Regions from separate parts of the Mus musculus genome. Here region 2 is linked to region 1. The links are chromatin contacts, called in public ChIA-PET maps. All regions are on one chromosome and are shown on one strand. The core of a region is the stretch at or near the end of the contact, and the rest is flanking DNA. Distances in the headings are between cores, read along the strand shown. Region 1 overlaps Heg1 (heart development protein with EGF-like domains 1). Region 2 overlaps Kalrn (kalirin, RhoGEF kinase).

Region 1 (5,270 bases), core at 1,234-3,733:
TGAGTCCAGGAGAATTTTCTAAGTATCACTAAGGCAATATAATTACTGGTCCTGAACCAAGCAGCCCGCAAGAAGCATTTAGTATTCATGCTTACATTCAGGTATGCAGTTATCTAGCACTTGGCTATGAACACAAACTACATCTGTGCCCGGTACCATCACCTCTGTCTTCGCACCTCTGGGGACCCTGCTCTATCTTAGTGGGTGCGAGTTTTTTCAGGGCAAGTAAGCAAACATAAGCTAGACCCAAGCGTTAACCTTGGGAATGAGATGTTTTCCAGAGCTGCTTTGACATCGCCTGTGTTATTCCTTCCATGTGTTTAGTCAACAGCTGTACCGTGAACCCTTGTCTTCATGATGGCAAATGCATTGTGGACCTCACTGGCCGTGGGTATCGATGTGTGTGCCCGCCTGCCTGGCAGGGGGAGAACTGCAGTGTGGGTAAGAGGCAGGATCATTTACTGGAATGTTACTTGGGCTATTGGGCTATTCAGTAAGACCCTATTTCCAGGGTTGACAGCATATACTGTGCTTGCAGAGGACCTAAGTTTGAGTACTATAACCCACATTGGGGCACTTCATTACTGCTTATAATTGTAGCTCCAACACAATTGGACACCTCTGGCCTCTGCAGGCACCTGCACGCATGTGTGCATATATATACACATACTTAAAAACAATCATTTTAAAAGAGTTTTTCTGTTTGTTCTAGAGTGTACAAAGGTAAGATTTTTAGTTTAATCATCTTCTTGCTTAAGTGTTAGGATGCTTGTGTGTTGTCTATATGATAATATGAAGGACCACAGCATGATACACACAAGCTTTTGGCCTGGTTCTGCTCTATAGATTCTCTACACCCCTGCAACACTGGGTCATCTAGAGCTCCCTAAAGATACCTACACTCTCCTGCCCTGGGCATTTACCCTGCTAGTCCCTCAGCTCAGAATCAGACCCTCTTCCCAAAGATCTACTGGTCGACATCTCTTTAGTCTTATTTATGATTTAAATATAATTTCAACGTCTTTAATTCTTCCCTGCATCAAAATCTACTGTTTCTACTGGGCATGTCCTTAATCCCAGCACCCAAAAGTCAGAGATAGTAGGATCTCTATGAGTTCAAAGCCACTCTGATCTACATAGTAAGTTCCAGGCCAGCCAGGAATAAAAGGATGAGACCCTGTCTCAAAGCAACACTAACAATAACAACCAACCAGATCTGTGTTTATCTCTGTACATGCCAATCCCACCCTGTGATATAGTTAATTCTTCATATGGTTGCCACTGCCCTGGCAGGCAGCCATCCCCGTGAGAACAAGGGTGGCTTCCCGCTCTTCTTTGGAAGCACACGACACACGACGCACGGTGCCAGTTGGTTTTAGTAGGCACCGAATGATGATCCATTGCCTGCCACCCCGTCAGCATGCTCTTGTTTGTCCCCTCCTGCAGATGTGAACGAATGTCTCTCCAGCCCCTGTCCTCCCCTAGCCACGTGCAACAATACTCAGGGATCGTTCACCTGCAGATGCCCAGTCGGGTATCAGTTGGAGAAAGGAATATGCAATCTGGGTAAGAGTTAAGTCTGCCTTGCAACTGACTGCTTCCTTCCTAATCAAAGCCAACATTTTTTTTCCAAGCTTAAAAAAACCCAGGGATATAGAAATGAAGCTCATTGCCTGTTACTCCAACGCCTGCAGATGCGGTACTTTTCTTCACCTTTGATGATGTACATTATATTTTTATATATTAAATTCAAGAGATATCTGTAAGTATATCCCTGTGTCACAAAAAAAGGACAAATATCTTAATGCCTGTGTAATGTGCTCATTTGTGCACAACAGTATTTGTTCAACCATTTTACCCTTCAGTTAAAAAAAAATCAAATGGATATTCCAACTACATAGGGGTTTTAAACATTATTTATTTACTTACAATTTCAGAGTGTTTATCTGTTTATTTATATTTATATTTTAGAGTAAAAAAAAAAGAGTAAAATTCTGATTGTCCACACATTCTCCTTGAGTTGTTAGCCACAGACAGGTGCATTGTGACGCAGCCACCTCTAAAATCAGGCCACTATATTGGTCATGTTTGTTCCTCATTTGACAGGTCCACCAAGCTGCTTGGTTTTCCATTCGCTTTTCATCCGACAGGTTAAAAAGTAGATCAGCAAATGCAGCGAAGACAGAGGCTCTGAGATGCTCAGAGGCCAAGCATGGGCCACAGCTGGTGAGAGGCCTGGTTTCCAGCCCACAGTTTTCTGTTGTACCACAGTGTGGTTATTATTAGAAAAGCGTTCTTGCACACAGGGCGTGACCCTTGTTGGGTTGCTGAGTTTAACACCATGCTTGCTTGAGAAGTTAGAATGAGAAATTCAGTTTTGAAGCTGAAACTATCAGATAAGATAATCGGCCTTTGGAACAGCTACAGTTGCCCAGTGTGAGGCCTCCTGCAGAAGTGCTCAGCCAGTGTTTGGGGGAGAACCTCTGTGTTGGCTGCAAGTGTTATCTGCATGAACCTCTGACACCCACAGACAGAAGGAGCTTCTTAAGGCTGACACTCTACTAAAATAAGAATAATGAAATTTGTCTGAAATACAAAAAAAAAGAGCATTATTTTCTAAAAAGGGGAAGTCTACATATGTAGACATGAGTCAAAATTAAGAATCCCTCTTAATTCTAATTAGTCTGGGTAACCTGGTCTGTGTAACCACCTCCTACAGGGAACTAGCTGAACGTGTGCAGTTGAAGAATGAAGGAGATGGAATATTGGTTATTGTTGTTGGTGTTTTGAAACCCATGGTTTCAAATGCCTGGCTTTAGGCTCCCAGCCACCACCTGCACTGACTAGCCAGAGCCTCAGTGTCCCCATCTGTTAAGTCAGATTGCACATTGCTCACTGCTCACTCAAGGTTTGGGGAATGTCGAATAAAATAATCTGCTTGAGCAAGTGCCGCCGAGTGTGAAGAGCTGTCCAGATGGAAGGCAGCGTTCGCCAGACTGGATGCTAGGAAAACAAGCAGTTGTCACAGGTCAATAGTGAAATCGGCAGTTAAATCTGAGATTAAAAAAAAAAAAATCATATCTTATAAGTAAGGTGGGTCAGCAGATAAAGGTGCCCGCTGCAGAGTCTGACCAGCTGAGTTCAATTCCCAGGACCCACGAGGTAGAAAGAGGAAACCAGTTCCCACAAGCTGTTCTCTGAATTTCACATGAGTGCTTTGGACCGTGAACACACACGCAAATGCACGCAGGCAGGCACAAAGTAAATCAGTGTGATTTTTTTTTTTTTTACAATACCCGTTTTAAAGCTGGGCGGGGTAACTGCAGACGTGGAAGTTGTCTTGAATACACTAACTATATTAAAAACAGGGACACATCTGTGTCTTTCCACAATGTCAGAATTTATTGAGTCACAATAAGCTCACAAGCTACTTCAATTTCATTTGCTCTGATTTGCCAAATTATTCTCATCTCCCTTGACAGTTGGCCAGTGGCAAGCATTGGCTTATTCCAAATTTAATTACTAATATTAACTCAGATCACAAGTTACACATCAGGGTAAAGGGGTATGTGTGTGTGTGTCACAGAATAGCTACAAAGGGGTTAAAGAGGCCACAGAAAAGTTCAAGGAGTTTAAAGAGGCCTTAGGAGTGTCAGAGAGCTAATACCGACGAGAAGAGAACCAGTCCCTTTAGCGGTTAGACCAGGAACCACAATGGACAGTTACTGAGGAACGCATCAAGCTGCTGCGGGGTTAAGGCTGGGACTGTCCATGTGAAAGGAGCTTAGAGGCAGGCACAGGACTGTGAGGTGAAGCCCAGACCCATGTAGGCCACTGTGGAGAAATCCGACACAGAACCAGGGCCAGATGGACAAAGAGACAGAGAACGCCACGGCAAGAGTGGACACTGAGCCAAGCTGAAGCCCTATGGTCATGCAGTCCCCATGCATTCTGGGTGGTCAGATGCCAGGTTGCTGGGGCCATTGCCACAAGAGTGTCAGGTGTCCTCCTCTTTATGGGGTGCAGGCGTGGCTGTTGCACCCTTCCTTGGTGTGTTTCATAAGCTCTTGAGGTCTCCCTTTCCACTAAGGGTTTTGGCCCTGTACTCATACAGATCCAATCTAATTGATAGTTTTGCAACAAGAAATGTAGTAGCCTGTGCCCCATGCTGGACAGGAGGTAGTGTTTTTATCCACAGCATGAAATAGAGTCAAATGCTTCTTGTATAATGGAGTCACCCAAGACAAAGCAGAGGCTGAAAGTCCCTGTTTTTACAATCAGCAGGAACTTAAGCCAAGCACAGCCTCCTCTCCACAGAGGTATAAATGCCTTGGGCAAATCCCTTCCAGGAAAAAAGACAGGGTTTAGGAAAGGACGGATGATATTACTCATGCTAAAGACAGAAGGCACGGGCAGGCAGAGAACGTCTGTGTGCCTTACCCTTATCCTGGGCACTTTTCCAAAGGGAAGAGTCTGGATTTGAACCTGGGCCCGTGAGGAGTGAAGCCGAGCAGGTCAGGTGACTGTGTGCAGAGTGCCCGCCCACAAGTAGCACAGATGGGGGGGAAAGCGGTTCAGTTTTGCTAAAGACTAGTCTTTCTCTTTTCAAGTCATTAGGCTTCATTGTTCGTAAACATCAGAGGGGCATGCAAATTAGAGCGTGCTGAAAGGCTTTGCCTTGGCCCAGAGTGTTTTCAAAGAGCTGCCTGCTGCTCCTAGAGAGTCCTAAGCAGCTGGCTTCGCTGAACTGTGGAACAAGCAGAAGGATGTTAAATAAGAACTACGGGCTTTAGTCAGTTAACTCTGAAATGTTAGCTGCTTTCCCTGGCTCCCTTGCCTGCCTTCCTCTGAATTCAGCATGCAGCCCCTGTGTCTCGGGTTATTTTTCTTCTGTATTGAGGGGAAGATATGCGTTTAATATAATAAGATATAATTTAATACGATAAATAATAATCGATAAATATAATTTAATATAATGAGTGATAAGAGCCAGCTCTAAAGACGGACTGTTAATTTTTGGTTGTCTGCTCATTCTGGAACCTCAGGCCTAATCATCAGAAATTGGTGTTACCTAGAATTTTATTTTATGAGTGAAACAGGCCTCACAATGAGGGAGCTTTCCTCCTTTCTGAATCCAGCCCTGTTTCTAACATGGCTTGTTTTCTTTACATGCCTGATAATAATGGGATCTTAGCACCTTGGAGTCTAAACCTACCACAAACATGTGTCACTCCTTGGTCACCTAGATGAGGAAGGAGTGTATTTACCCT
Region 2 (5,484 bases), core at 2,108-4,607, 330 kb after region 1:
GGACTCGGATTTGCCTCCATTCTCACTGGAGGAATGAGAGTATGAATCTGAGGAGGAAGGACAGACAGAGACATCACGTCAGAACCTGTTAAAGCAGGCTTTTGAACTGCTGAGTAAGACAGTTTCACCCTCAGGGAGCAAAAGAGACGTCAAGGCCAGCTGTGGACCCAGGCAAGAGAAAGCAGTAACAGTTGACACTGATTCGAATGTTCACATGTGAGATACCATTCCAGGTTTTATAGAAACTCACAGGAGACAAAGGCTCCTGCTTCCATGGAGGTTATATTCTGATGGAAAATATAATAATATACCATAACAACGAAATAGGTAAGGTAAGGTATCATAGATAATGAGAACAACTATATTAAAAAATAAGGTTGGACTGGGCAGTGGTGGCACATGCCTTTAATCCCAGCACTCAGGAGGCAGAGGCAGGCGGATCTCTAAGAATTGGAGGCCAGCCTGGTCTACAGAGCGAGTGTTGGGATAGCCAGGGCTATAGAGAGAAACCCTGTCTTGAAAAGAAACTAATGATGATGGTGATGGTGACAGTGGTGGTGACAGTGTCAGCGATGATGAGAAATGCAGTGGGCAGTAGAGGGTACAAATTAACAGTAATTGAGTAATTGAGGTTAGATCATGACTCAATCGATGTCTGAGCATGTTCCTAACAGCGGCGAGAGACAAGCCATGCAGCCATTTAACAAAGGCCAAGGCAGGCAAGTAGAAGATGAAAAAGTATAGCTGTCCCAAGGTAGTGTGTGGGGTATGCTGGGTGGCATCAGAGCAGTGAGCAAGGGGAACAGAGTGGGGGTCAGTGAAAGCAAAAGGGACTGGACCACCCGGACTGGGTAGCCAATAGTATGATACCTTTGTTTTTACCTACATGGAAAATTCCCAGAAGATGGATATCATCTATCATAATACTAAAATGCCATTCTTACTTGCAATTGAGGTCAGTGGCAACAGACTGCCTAGGAGACCACCATATTCCTTTCAACTGAGTGATTCTGGTGGCCACCAGAAGGGATCAGACTCTGGATATGTTTTGACAGCAGGACAAAGGATAAAGTTCCCGAGGCAGGCAGAGTATGGAAGTGTGACTCTGAGGGTAGATGGAAGGGAGGCCAGTTGCAGGCATCTTCGAGATGCTCATAGATAGATACTAGCAGACAGGCTGAGGAGCCACTAGACTTCAAGCCTGGAGCTGGAGCTGGGGGTGGGGGCGTGGGGGGGGAGTGCTGGTAAGCTGCCGGTGACTGAGGGCTACAGGGAAGAGAGGGCGCTGGATGCCGTGAATGAAAACACCAAGAGGCATGGATGTGGGGAACAGAGAAGTCTGGAGACTCAGCAAGAGGCAGGAGGATGAGAAAGCGAAGAAAATGTCAGAAAGGCAGGGAGAGATGAGAGCAGGAGCTGGCCAGGAGGCTGCACGGAGGAAAGACATGATCAGCTGTGTCGGATGCTCCTTGACAGGTCAAGAGTTCTCACCAAAGAAACCTTAAACTTAGTTACACAGCCGTCGGTCGCCGGTGACTTTGCAGAAAAGCAGCTGTGGTGTGCTGGAGGGGGCATGCTCGTTACACAGGGCGGAGAGAGGAAGGGAGGACTTCGGTTTTGTTTTAAAGGGACAATGATTGGAGATCAAGAGAGTTTGCTTTGTTCTTTCAAATAGGAGAAATCAGCATATTGTCTGTAAGTTGCATTTGTGGACTATCTCAATGCTTTAATGAGCTTACAATAGCCTAAGTATTTTACAGGACCATCTTGTTTCATTCTCTGACAACACAACTGGGCTCAAGGGGTGGAGGGTTGTCTTATTATCTTCATTTTACAGAAGAGGAAACTGCCCATTTAGAGACATCAATCAGTTTGCCCAAGGACACACAGCTCCCAGGGACAGGGTGAGATCTGTTGGTCATTCAGCCAGACTTGAGCAATTAACCATCTACTGGCCCTTCACACCTGTTCATGCCCAGTGCCCTTCACACCTGTTCATACTCAGTGCCCTTCATACCTGGTCATGCCCAGTGCTTGAGTTCCCACTGACTACAGGCAAAGCAAACCCAAGGAACCACACTATTGAAGTGGGAGAGCTAGAGAGGGCACAGCACAGGAGAAACATGGCCGACAATCCTTATTTGACACTTGAAGACTTGCTACTCTTTGAGGAGACCGGCAGTACATCTACAGAGTTGAGCCTCTAGAAAACCTGACTAAGCCAAACACAAGATTTTAAAGTCCGTTTCAGGTGTTCTAGCCCCAGCTGCTCAGTGATGATGTTTTTTGGTTCCACCCATGCTGAGAGAACTAGGGTCCTCAGACTTCTGAAAGTTGCACAGCAACACCAGCATCCTGGCACCCAAGTCAAGTGCCAAGCAAGAGTCACTAACCAGTAACAACATCACAGAGAGTGTAGTGGAGAGTGAATTCTAAAAATATAAGATCCAGGCTCCATTTTCATTGATCTCTTGTCTAGCTACGCACGCTTCCACATGCACGACAGCAGAGAGAAGCCGGGAGGGAGAGAAAAGAACAGAACAGAACAGCAAGCAGAGCAAAGGAGATAAAGATTTTCTCACAAAGCCATGTGTGATTAATTGCCAGCAGGCTGGTAAGAACAGACTCTCCTGATAAGTGAGCCCAGTTCAGAGAAGGGTCATAACTGTGTAGGAGAGACTAGCCTGGAAAAGTTTAAGGACAGAGATGTTTGGGGGAGGTCTGCTCCCAAAGAGAAGGATAACAAGACCAATCGCAGAGTCAGGGGACTGGAAGGGAAGTTATCCAGTTCAAAGTGGGTCCTTTCCAGGGAGTAAGATCAGTGGGGTAGAAACCTGGAGGAAGGGAACATTTGGGAAAATATTGGACAATAGGCTGGACTGTGAACTTTGAGATTCTGGTGGGAAATGACACAACAGAAAAGGGGTAGGTTTTTTGTTTGCTTGTTTTGTTTTATTTTTTGTTGTTTTTCAAATTAATCTGGCAGCTCTATATAACTATCTTGGGGAAAAGGGATTGGACTTAAGATCCAGATAGCTGTGCCCGGGCTAGAGAGAATGATACTGTTAGTGTTCAGAAGACAAATTAAAGGTGAGGGTGTCATGAATGCTCATTACTACCACAGTCCTGAGGTAGCTGATCTCCACCCCAGCCCTGGTTTGCAAACTGATATTTAAACCAAGTAAACGGCTGGGTACCTAGAAGGTGTTCTGGTGGCTTTTCGTACCTACTCGGAGACTGAATCACAGTTTCCTGTGTGATTCTGCCCTGGACTTGGACAAGAGATCTCCCCTAGCCTTGGAAACCCTCAGAGCAGAAAAGATAATCCTGAAATAAAATTAACAAATGTATTTGCCAAGAGAGAGCTGTCTCCAGGATCTCCCTGGGGCTGATAACCCTAAGCTCCTTGTTGGGGCTCGCTGGGCCTTGGCCCTGCTGGGGCACTTCCCCGGGGGCTGTTAGGGCCTTGTGCATACTTTGGAAAGCAACAGCAGAGTATCTGTGTTTGGAAGCACAAACACAGAGCTCCTAAAATTCCCTGGTAAGAGGAGAACCTACAAGGCTGCTCTGCTCAGGGAACATCTGGGGATTCACTGGCATGTCTTTAAGGACAAAGGTGTAATCTTATCTCAGAAAATTCCTCTCTGGCTGTGGTCTTCTGTGTTGACATTATTTCTCAAGGGTTTGGTATGGGTGATAAGCATCTGCAGTAGCTGATAGAAACAGGGCCTCCCTGAAGATAAGCAGCAGGCTCTCCAAATTCACTAGGCCCCAGGGATGCAACTGACTCCAAGTTTTCGAAACCCAGGTTTATAGCAGATGCTGTGTCAGCAAAGCAGCAGTCTTAGCCGCATTAACTGTGCCTCGGTTACCAAGCAAAGCAAGTTGATGTTCCAGGGTAAACCATGGCCTGGCTTGGACATTCCCAGATGCATGTTAGGAATGGCCATTCCTCTTTCCTGGCTACTACTGATATCTGCTTCTTATGCTTTCTGTATAAAGTGATGGCAAAAATACACGAGTGGAAAATGAGATCTCCAGAATATTCTCAATGCTGTTTCAAGTTTGCTTTAGGCAAACAGCTGGAGTCATTGAACGGTGGCTAAGCACCACCAAGTCAGAAGCAGTATAAGATTCATCATGTAGCCGGTGTCCTAGCATAAGACAGGAAAAGAGGTAGGGGGACACAGGGTCTTACCACGTAGCCTTGCCTGGCTCAGAACTTGTTCTGTAGGCCAGGCTGGCCTCAAACTCATCAAGATTTACCAGCCTCTGCCTCTTGAGCCCTGGCATTAAAGGCCTGCCTGTACTACCTGCCTGGCCTAAATCACTTAAAATGCCTAGCTGTAAAAAAAAATGTGGAATTACTTGGACAAGAAACAGCTGCCTCTTCGGGATTACTATGCCCACACCATCTCTGTAAAATGGCTACATTAGTGAAATGTGTTCCCGGTAATAGGACAGTTCCGTGACTAGTTCACGTCAACTACAATAACCCTGTCTCTCACCCCAGTCGTCGTAGTTGAGGCAGGTTACACGAATTACGGTTCCCGTGTTAGGAAATAGAGAAATGAGAGGGTTTCAGCAAACCAAGGTCAGTGGCAGAGTCAAACCCCAAATCCAGGCCAGGCTTTATAGCACACACCTTAGCCTTATTTCTCTCTATCGGTTCAGCCCGTGGATTACCGATCCTCTGTGATTATGGTATAAGGGACTATCCGGTTGCTAGTCTCTTCAACATCTTAATATAAACTTACCCATCTGTTGTATAAATGATAAAGTTTCCGTGTTGAAAACCATCTTCAAATTTACCCAATAATTGTGCAGGTTAAGCAACAGAGCCACAGTCACAAACTAGTAATGAAACTAGGACCAGACCTAGCATCCCCTCGACCACTGAGGCCGTTGGATCAACACATGCTCTTGACTCTGAGGTTAGGAATTGCCCTGAGGACCGGTTTCAAGTGTGTGGGAGCTGTGGATACCGTAAGTAGATGAGAGTCCCTTATCTGCAATTTGTTTACAGGATTAAAAATAACAGTGAATTTCCTTAGGCAAATTTTTACTATGAAATTGCCTTGTATCTTTGGTTTTTCTAAGACAGGGTTTCTCTTTGTAGCCCTGGCTGTCCTAGAAGTCACTGTATAGACCAGGCTGGCCTCGAACTCACAGAGATACACCTGCCTCTGCCTCCCTAGTGCTGGGATTAAAGGTGTGCGCCACCACCACCACACCACCACCACCACCCTGGAAAAATATTTTTAAATAAAGAAAAATACAGGGGAAAAAACAGCTATTTAATTATCAAAATGTACATATTTTGTCATATTTGCTTCATCTGTCTTTTAAGAATGAAAGGTTTCAGATATAGCTGAAGGCGGCCACTTATCTTTACAATCTCACACTCTTCTTCCATCCCAGAATTAAAGGGAGTTCTAAGGTTGGTATACCCCTTCACATCCATGCCATTTACTTTACATGCAA

What was found. ChIA-PET counts read pairs in DNA pulled down with a chosen protein or histone mark.
Region 2: a contact with region 1 is called in an SMC1A ChIA-PET map of the G1E-ER4 cell line, with 8 read pairs. The contact joins two enhancer-like sites. A contact is called at or near these places in 1 of 15 datasets of contacts at CTCF or cohesin (the G1E-ER4 cell line) and 1 of 9 other capture datasets (embryonic stem cells).

Annotation. Positions count from the first base shown.
Region 1 is chr16:33,730,153-33,735,422 of GRCm38.p6, forward strand. It overlaps Heg1 (heart development protein with EGF-like domains 1), which reads left to right. Exons shown (of 15, transcript NM_175256.5): 5 at 325-441; 6 at 1,447-1,566. Among named protein-coding and RNA genes, the nearest start is that of Heg1, 48 kb to the left of the region's middle. Within about 2 kb of position 2,484, at least 56 of the 459 cell types and tissues checked have an H3K27ac peak or open chromatin away from gene starts, as enhancers often do. A contact at or near this core is called in the G1E-ER4 cell line, where this site is marked.
Region 2 is chr16:34,055,069-34,060,552 of GRCm38.p6, forward strand. Kalrn (kalirin, RhoGEF kinase) reads right to left here. Exons shown (of 60, transcript NM_177357.3): 35 at 1-47. Among named protein-coding and RNA genes, the nearest start is that of Gm41448, 62 kb to the right of the region's middle. Within about 2 kb of position 3,358, at least 17 of the 459 cell types and tissues checked have an H3K27ac peak or open chromatin away from gene starts, as enhancers often do. A contact at or near this core is called in the G1E-ER4 cell line, where this site is marked.